Linked DNA regions of Sus scrofa: region 1 is linked to region 2. A link is a contact called in public HiChIP or PLAC-seq data. All regions are on one chromosome and are shown on one strand. Each heading gives the region's core, a stretch centred on a gene start, on an enhancer-like site or on the middle of the called end of the contact. The rest is flanking DNA. Distances are from core to core; before and after follow the strand shown.

The links. HiChIP or PLAC-seq counts read pairs in DNA pulled down with a chosen protein or histone mark.
Region 1: a contact with region 2 is called in an H3K27ac HiChIP or PLAC-seq map of alveolar macrophages, with 4 times the contacts expected there. The contact joins two enhancer-like sites. A contact is called at or near these places in 1 of 5 promoter capture datasets (liver), 30 of 47 Hi-C or Micro-C datasets (alveolar macrophages, blood, brain and 15 more) and 2 of 2 datasets of contacts at active chromatin or transcription factors (alveolar macrophages and skeletal muscle).

Annotation. Positions count from the first base shown.
Region 1 is chr2:102,458,587-102,463,225 of Sscrofa11.1, forward strand. No RefSeq gene overlaps it. Among named protein-coding and RNA genes, the nearest start is that of GLRX, 23 kb to the left of the region's middle. Within about 2 kb of position 2,380, at least 4 of the 83 cell types and tissues checked have an H3K27ac peak or open chromatin away from gene starts, as enhancers often do. A contact at or near this core is called in alveolar macrophages, where this site is marked.
Region 2 is chr2:102,378,212-102,382,994 of Sscrofa11.1, forward strand. RHOBTB3 (rho-related BTB domain-containing protein 3) reads left to right here. Exons shown (of 12, transcript XM_003354222.5): 9 at 1,905-2,078. Among named protein-coding and RNA genes, the nearest start is that of RHOBTB3, 46 kb to the left of the region's middle. Within about 2 kb of position 3,135, at least 4 of the 83 cell types and tissues checked have an H3K27ac peak or open chromatin away from gene starts, as enhancers often do. A contact at or near this core is called in alveolar macrophages, where this site is marked.

The DNA.
Region 1 (4,639 bases), core at 1,130-3,629, 80 kb after region 2:
AGAAGAGAGATTGTCACCCTAGGCCTGGTGATGCCTGGTGCTAGAGCATGAGCTGCCTGGTGCCCTGCACCCTGGGCCAACACAAAGGGACAGGTGGTCGCCAAGGCCAGTCTGCAGATGACACAAACAGCAGATGATCAGAAACAGGGGCTGTTTTCTGAGAATGAAACTGTCATGTTCGTTCTCAGGAGCATGTGGCTGTTGGCGAAGAGACCCAGCCCTTGAGGCCCTTTTCGTGCTCGAGGTGATCGCGGCCTGACTGTGTCTGGAGTCCTGAGACCCACCAGGGGCGTGGCAGGCTGCGAACTTCGGAGACCTACAAGTCAGTCGTCTGTACCCTCACCAATAAATATTTGGGGAAAAGGGGTCTTCCTAAGCACAAACTTCAGAAATACTGGGGCAGAGGATGCTCATTAGGGGAGGTCAGGGGACCAACCACAGGACCAGGCCTGTCCTTTAATGGTAGGGCCGCCAGGGCCACCTGGAGTTACATCTCTTTTCTCAACCAGCCTGGCTGACCTTGATCTCTTGCTAGGGCTACTATGGCCCCTGGGCAAAGACAACACACAAATTCATGAAGTGTTCCATATTTTTGAGCTTTTGTAACCCAGTTTTCCTTCATGTTTTGCTTCAGAGAAACCAGACCAAAGGAAATATATTAAGGTCCTAGGGTTCCCGTAGTGGCTCAGCAGGTTAAGAACCTGACTAGTATCTTTGAGGATGTGGATTTGATCCCGGGCCTCACTCAGTGGGTTGAGGGTCCGGTGTTGTTGTGACTGTGGTCTAGGCCGGCAGCTATAGCTCTGATTCTACCCTTAGTTCTGATTCAAACTTTCATATGCCAAGGGTGCGGCCCTAAAAAGACTTAAAAAAAAAAAAAAAAAGGTCCTAAAAAACGCACAACCATTTCTTGAGAGGAGGGTATATAACAGAGGAGTGGGTGATAATTCCTGTGTGGTGTTTTCTCGGTGCAGGTCACTTCCCCTCCCTCCTCACAGGAAGAACAAGCAGAACTTTGTGTTCTAAGTTCCAGATTCCCTTGTCCTGGATGAGATAGGGGCCAGTGTCAGCTCTTTTCTCTTCTAGAATGCAAACCATAGTGTTGAAATGTAAGGAGGAGCTGGAGAGAGTGAGGGGATGGGGGCTGGGCTTTGAGGGGCGTGGGGGAGCGGCCTGGCTCTGGTGGCAGAGAGGGTGGTGGGTCTTGAGAAGCTGGGACCGTGTGCCTCTGGCTATCCAGCACCCTGAGCTGTGATACACCTGGGGTGAATTGAGTCATGAGTCTGTGGACACCTGGGGGTGAACGCTGTCTCAGGACCTGGTGGCCTGGCCTGCCCGGAGGAGGTGGAGGCCCCCTCACCAGCCTGCAGGTTGAGTTGGGGCTGGACATGGGCAGCTTCCTGGCTACCATGATGCACCCAAGGACCCTGGAAACTTTTATTTTATTTTATTTTTTTTAAGGACAGCACTGGTGGCATATGGGGGTTCCCAGGCTAGGGGTCGAATCGGAGCTACAGCTGCCAGCCTACGCCACAGCCACAGCAAGTCGGGATCTGAGTCACGTCTGCAACCTACACCACAGCTCACGGCAATGCCAGGTCCTTAACCCACTGAGTGAGGCCAGGGATTGAATCTGCAACCTCATGGATACTATTCGGGTTCATTAACCACTAAGCCACTACAGGAGCTCCACCCTGGAAATTTAGAACCTCAGAATTCTTTGCCATGCCCAGAGATTGGACGGGGACAGGATGCTGGGACTGAACTAGATTTCATTTTCTTTTCTTTCCTTCCTTCCTTCCTTTCATGGCTTGCACTCACGGCATATGGAAGTTCCTACACCACAGCCACTGCAATTCTGGATCTAAGCCGCATTTGTGACCTAAGCTGCAGCTTGTGGCAACACTGAGTGATGCCAGGGATTGAACCTGAATCCTCACGGACACTATGTCTCGTTGTTAACCCTCTGAGCCACAATGGGAACACCTAGATTTCATTTTCTTTAGAGAAATTAAGAAATGTGGTGATTCATAAGCTCTAGGGTAGTGAGGTTAATTCCCAGCGCACAGGGATTTGTTGGTAGATCATTGAGGAAAGGGGTTTCCACCAGTGGCTTTAGAGCAGGGGTAGAACTGAAGTGTGGTGTGTGGAGAAGGAAGAACAATGCCTGAACAGGTCCAGGAGAGCTGAAGGAGTAATAGGGGAGGATGGGCAGAGGCGCTCCTAGCAGCAGGTGTTCAAAAGGGACGTGAGGACCAGAACGCTCTGCCTTTTCCTGAGGGTGTGGATCCAAGCCCTCCTCTGCCTCCTCCAGGACCTCTTCAGTGAAACTGAAACTCCTCCCCCGGTGCTCTCCCATGGCTGGCTTCTCCTCCCCCTCCTTCCTCTTAGAAATGTTTTAAAGTAACTCTGGGTCACTGTTTTAAAAAAAATCACATGGGGTTCCCGTCATGGCACAGGAGAAACGAATCTGACTGGAACCATGAGGTTGCGGATTCAATCCCTGGGCTCACTCAGTGGGTTAAGGACCTGGTGTTACCATGAGCTGTGGTGTAGGTCGCAGATGCGGCTTGGATCCCGTGTTGCTGTGGCTGTGGTGTAGGCTGGCAGCTTCAGCTCCGATTTGACCCCTAGCCTGGGAACCTCCATATGCCACAGGAGCGGCCCTAAAAAGCAAAAAAAAAAAAAAAAAAAAAAAAAAAATCATATGAAAAGATACTTTGTCTTACTCTGGCCTCAAGTTCCTCTCCCCAGTGCAATCACAGTTCCTTGAATCCCTGGTTCTTGTTTCTGGAGATAGCTGTGTTTTTTTGTTGGTCAGCTTGTTTGTTTTTAGGGCCGCATCTATGGCATATGGATGTTCCCAGGCTAGGGGTCTAATTGGAGCTACTGCTGCCAACCTGTGCCACAGCCACAGCCACAGCCAGATCTAAGTCTGCAACCATAGCTCACGGCAATGCTGGATCTTTAACCCACTGAGTGAGGCCAGGGATTGAACCCTCAACCTCATGGTTCCTAGTCAGATTCTCGTTTCTGCTGTGCCACTACGGAAACTCCTGGAGATAGTTGTTTTTGTTTTTGTTTTTTCTTAAGCAGTAGCATATCTGCTCCTGGTTCTCCCTTTCCTTCGGTCACACAACAGTTTATCTAGAGTATATGGTGCACCAAGTCGTCTTTATAATGCTACTTAGTGTTCCATTTTATGAATGGACTATAACACATTTAACCAGTTTCCTGTGGTTGGAGTTGAGGCTTGTTTCAGTCTAGCAGGACTGTTACAAAGACTCCCCTTGTCCTGTAAGTGTGTGTGTGTGTGTGTGTGTGTGTGTGTCTACTTTCTGAGATCTCAGGGAACTCCCAGAGGAGAGCCGTGGTGTTGCAGAGACGGTGCAGGGGGACTCAGGAGCTGAAGTCAGAGGACCAAAAGAGATTAAATCCCAGGGAATGTTATTATTGGGGAACTCTGGGGCTTCTCCAGCAGGAGAATTGGAGATTTGAGGGATCATAAAGAGATCTCAAGAGTTCATCATCAGTTTCTCCCTCCTCTGAATCTCAGAAGTTGCTTGACAGTGTAAATCAACTATAATAGAAGAAATAACTAAAAAAGAGAAAGAAAAAAGAAAACAGTTCATCATTAAAAAAAAGAAGTCTCTGGAGTTCCCCTTGTGGCTCAGTGGAAATGAATCTTACCAGGAACCATGAGGTTGCAGGTTCGATCCCTGGCCTCGCTCAGTGGGTTAAGGATCCAGGGTTGCTGTGAGCTGTGGTGGAGGTCGAAGACATGGCTCGGATCTGGCATTGCTGTGGCTCTGGCTTGGGAACCTCCATATGCCATGGGAGTGGCCCTAAAAAGCAAAAAAAAAAAAAAAGAAAGAAAGAAATCCCTTTAGCTAACGTGCTCTAATGTGTCTGCAGCCAGGTTTTGAGAAGGAAAACTCATCTTTACAACCCCTGCACCACTCACACACCTGCCAGAAGATCTGACTGAATTGAGTATAGCTTATTTTTTGTGAAGAAACGTATAGCATCTTCTTCAGTGTTGCTGTTTTTTATTTTATTTTTTGCTTTTTAGGGCTACACCAGCAGCATATGGAAGCTCCCAGACTAGAGGTCTAATTGGAGCTGTAGCCGCCGGCCTACGCCTCAGCCACAGCACTGCCAGATCCGAGCCGCATCTGCGAATTACACCATAGCTCACGGCAACCCTGGATCCCTAACCCACTGAACGAAGCCAGTGATGAACCTGCAACCTCATGGTTCCTAATTGGATTCGTTTCCACTGCACCACAACAGGAACTCCAGTGTTGCTGTTTTTCTCTCTCAGTCTTCCGCAGAAAACTGCAGTCCTTGCAAAGACCTTCCATTTATTTTTGGGAATCAAAAGAAGGTGTTTCACATGCACTTAATAATAAGCCCTTTCCGTGGCTGCATGATGTCCCCAGTCCTTCTTACTTCCCCCCTGACTCTGGCTCCATCTCTCTTGGACCCTGCTGCTGTTTTGCTGGGCTGAGCAGTGTTTTATACTTTCAGCATCACCCTAATGGCTCTGCCCCATGAGCCTTGCACAGATCCTGTAAGATCCAACCTTGTCACCATGCTCCTAACACAGACAAGCCCAGGAATGTTAAAGTTTGGGCAT
Region 2 (4,783 bases), core at 1,885-4,384:
ATCCATTGTGCTCTAGGTATTGAAACTGGTCATCCCCCAGGCATGGACACTGTAATATTAAGGGCAAGTGACCTTAAGGCAAAGAGGGAGAGAGGGGATGAGGGGAGCGCCCCAGGGGGGGTTGCCTGCCAGTAGATGCGAGGACCTGGGAGGAGAGAGGAGGACTCCTGGGGCTTCTCCCTAAGCCTGTGGGAGGTGTGCCTGTGCAGACAACAGTGCCAAGCTATGAGTTTGCAGCTGGCACTGTCAGGCAATGCCTGTGGATCCTGAGGGATTATTGGCTTTGGAGAAAGTCACTGGGCTTATGTGGAACTTTTTTCTTCTTTGGTGAGCTAGAAGATGTTTTGTTTGGCATTAAAGAAGATGAAGAACCCCATAATTGTAAATATTTTAGAAAAGAATATATAGAAATATGAGATTTGTGGGGAGGTGGGGAGCTGCATGGGTGGGCAGAGCTGAGTGATCTGGCTCCTAGAGTTACTTTCTGGAGGGGGACAGTTTTTTGTTTTTGTTTTTGTCTTTTCGTCTTTTTAGGGCTGCATGCACAGCGTATGGAGATTCACAGACTAGGGGTCGAATCAGAGCTATAGCTGCTGACCTATGCCACAGCCACATCAGTGCTGGATCCGAGCCGCCTCTGCAACCTACACCACAGCTCAAGGCAAAGCTGCATCCTTAACCCCCCTGAGCGAGACCAGGGATCGAACTTGCATCTTCATGGATGCTGGTGAGATTCATTTCCACTGAGCCATGTGACAGGAACTCCTTGAATGGGACATTTTTGTCACTTAAATTGGCTGTCATGCCCTCCAGCAGACTAAAAGTTTAGCTAATGCAAACCAAGGTAGCCCAGTCTTTCTTTCTCTTCTTTGTACCTCCGATACCAGATGTGGTGACTGGCATGTGATGGGTGCTTGATGATGATCTATTGACCTGATCTAGACTAAACCGAAGGCTGGCTGTGGGTTTGTGGTTTCCTGAATTAGTGGGAGTGGTGAGAACTGCTTCTCTACCCATGAACCCCAGGCCACGTGTGTCCCCAGTGCTGTGAGTTTAATGAGCTTCAGTGAGGGGTAGAGGCTGAATGGCCTTTAAAATTTTCCACAAGCAGATATTGTTCATATAGGAGAGAGAGGGTCAGGGTTGGAGTTCCCATTGCAGCAGAGACAAATCCGACTAATATCCAAGATGATGTGGGTTAGATCTCTGGCCTCAATCAGTGGGTCGGGGATCTGGTGTTGCTGTGGCTGTGGTGTAGGCTGGCAGCTGTAGCTCCAATTCAAGTTGACATCTAGCTTGGGAACTTCCATATGTTGCTGGTGAGGCCCTAAAAAGAAAAAAGCAGGGGACAAGACCATCCCCTTCCTTCTAGGTGTTCCCCTTGTGACAAGAGATTTCCTTGCTGTTTCTGCTGGGATCTGTGGGCTGCTTAGGCTGAGGATGGTTTGTTTTCCTGTTTCTGTTAAGGGGAAGCTTGACTAGGACTGTACTGTGAGTTTGGCTAAGAAGAGCAATGGCTGTATTTCCTTGGGAGGCACTTGGACAGGGCTGGGGGTGGTATTTCAAGCCAATCGGAAAGAATCAATGTTTTGTTATAAAACCATAAAGCAAAATACTTCATTCCAGTGTTTCTATCTTCAGGAAATAAAAACTGAGTAACGTATAATGGGCTGATCTGCGAATTATTGGTTTCAAAGTCAGCTTTTGAACTCTCTTAATTTTTCAATTTATTTGAACACTACAGAGTCTCTGAATTAATGCTGGTTGTCATGCCCACATTTGGTTTCTGAATATCAGCTTAGCTGTGCTTAATGCCATACCATTCTAATTAGAGGGAAAATTGGTAGGAAAATAACTGTGCCAGTTTGTCTCACTTGGCTTTGTTTCCCTTTTGAACCTTACAGGTACGACAGTACCAGCCCACCGGGCCATCCTGGTGGCCCGTTGTGAAGTGATGGCTGCCATGTTTAATGGGAACTACATGGAAGCAAAGAGTGTTCTGATTCCAGTCTATGGTGTTTCCAAAGAGACTTTCTTGTCATTCTTAGAATACCTGTACACAGACTCCTGTTGCCCAGGTCAGCCGTTAGAAACATTATATAGTATCTCACAATTCTTTCTTTTCTGATACCCCATTTTGAGAAATTGCTTTCTATGAAATCTGTTTTCGTTTAAGATTTTTGAGAATTGGGATTGTGCTAATAACGAGGTGATGTTGGGACAACAATGAGTTTTCAGTCAGTTCAAGTGAAGGAGCAGTGATTGGGTAACTCTTATGGCTCTCAGACCCTGGGATAAGTTCACATGTTCCAGCCAGTACCAATAGCATGGTGATCACTGTAGGCGCCCTGGAATGGAGGTGTCCCCGTGGTACCCAGCGGCTGCTCCAATTCTACAGACTGGAGCAGAGAGCTCCTTGGGACACTGTTCCTTTCACGAGGAAAGAGGTGGGCATCTGCTTTTATGGCTCTGACTTTTCTGAATGAGGCACTTTTAAGGACGTTCCATTTTTTATTTTTTATTTATTTATTTATTTTTTTGCTTTTTAAGGCTGCACCTGTGGCATATGGACTTTCCCAGGCTAGGGGTCGAATTGGAGCTGCAGCTGCTAGATTGTGCCGCAGCCACAGCCACAGCAACACGGGATCTGAGTCACATCTACTACCTACACCATAGCTTATGGCAACACCGGATCCTTAACCCACTGAGCAAGGCCGGGGGTCAAACCTGCACCCTTATGGATACTAGTCAGGTTTGTAACCTGCTGAGACACAAGGGGAAATCCCAAGTAATTTCAATATTCTGAGATTCCTTTAATCATCTCTGGCCCAAAGGATGTGGGGTTTTTTAAGACCTTTTTCTGATTTCTGCCAGAGTCAGACTCTCCTAAAGCTGACTTATTCAAAAACTTTTCCTAAGTGGTTTAGAATACCCAGTGAACTATAGGATTTATTCCCGTGTTCACGACTATTGACTAGAAACTGTGTATGGCAGCTACAGGTGGGAACAGGTCTTGCAGGTTTCCTGCAGCTGAAGGCACATGGGAGAAATTACAGAATCCTTTCATCAGACCTGGCTGGAGTCTTGGATGCAGGAATGCAGCTCCTTTAATCAGTCTTTATCCTTTGGCCACCAGATGGCTCCCACCGCAAACATAACTGGAATAAGCCCTTAGTCCAGGAGCCTGAGACCTTGATTGTACAACCTGGCCAGGCAGCTTGGCAAATACAAAAAGCAAGCACACATTTCAGACCATACCTCTGTTCAGGTTTACTGCTTTCATTTTAGATTTTTAAAGACTTCCAGTGTTTGTTCTTAAAATCTCCTAAGTTTTAAACAAGTCCTGAGCCCTCTAGTGAAAAGCTTCAGATGTTCTAAATCAGAAAATTCTTCTTTTAATTGGACTAATTCTGGTCTTGCGACTAGCTGTAGAGTATTTTGAAGCCAGTTACAGTTGTTCCTTTCAGTGTTAAGCCTGGCTTATCATTTCTACTTAATGAAAGCTTTGATTGTCATCAGAATAGGTGTTATTATGTATTTGATTATTTCAGTATTGGCAAATTTGTATATTAAATTTAAAAATTTGATCAGATTTGAAATCATAAGGAAATTTGGTTTCTCAATAATCCTCTCACTAGAGTAATTGGAGCTTTAAGTTTTATCTTGCTAATGAGAAAAACATACTCAGAAAAGCAATAATAACTATAAGACAAAACACTTTAAAAATTAGTAAATGGTGGAGTTCCCGTCGTGGCGCAGTGGTTAACCAATCCGACTAGGAACCATGAGGTTGCGGTTCGGTCCCTGCCCCTGCTCAGTGGGTTAACGATCCGGCGTTGCCGTGAGCTGTGGTGTAGGTTGCAGACGAGGCTCGGATCCCGCGTTGCTGTGGCTCTGGCGTAGGCCGGTGGCTACAACTCCGATTCAACCCCTAGCCTGGGAACCTCCATATGCCGCAGGAGCGGCCCAAGAAATAGCAACAACAACAAAAGACAAAAAAAAAAAAAATTAGTAAATGGTGAACGTATAGGGGGACATGAGTCAAAATGAGTAATCAAAAAGTTAAGCTGGATACTAGAATATTTGCATTGGGAAAATTGGAAAAAGGAAAGTAATCTATTCATTATGATATCATTCATGCCATTCTTGGTTCCTAACTACAAAAAGATGTAAGGAATCTAAGGAGGGACCAGAAAAAAATTACATGAAAATATCATACTTAGGGAAAAGTGTTAAACTAACAATCAGAGAAACCTGGGTGACCGGCAGGGTTGAGAGAAGAGGGAAATGGGGAGTTATTGCATAAAGGGTGCAGAGTTTCATTGGGGAAGAAGACAGTTTTGGAGAAGGTAGTGGTGATGGTTACACAACAATGTGAATGTACGTAATGCCACTGGATTTTACCCTTTAAAATGACCAATGATAAATTGTGTTCATTTTACCATAATAAAAACAAACATGCCTGGGGACTAAAGCCAGAAGAGGAAAAATGGCAAGAATTTAGTATAGCTAGGAGTTTCCATTGTGGCTCAGCGGTTAATGAACCCAGATCGCATCCATGAGGACGTGGATTCCATCCCTGGCTTCGCTTAGTGGGTTAAGTATCTGACATTGCCATGAGCTGTGGTGTAGGTCATAGATGTGGCTTGGATCCCACAGTGCTGTGGCTGTGGTGTAGGCTGGCAGCTATAGCTCCCATTGGATCCCTGGCTGGGAACCTCCATATGCCACAGGTATGGCCCTGAAAAAAAGCAAAAAAAAAAAAAAAAAAAGAATTTACTAT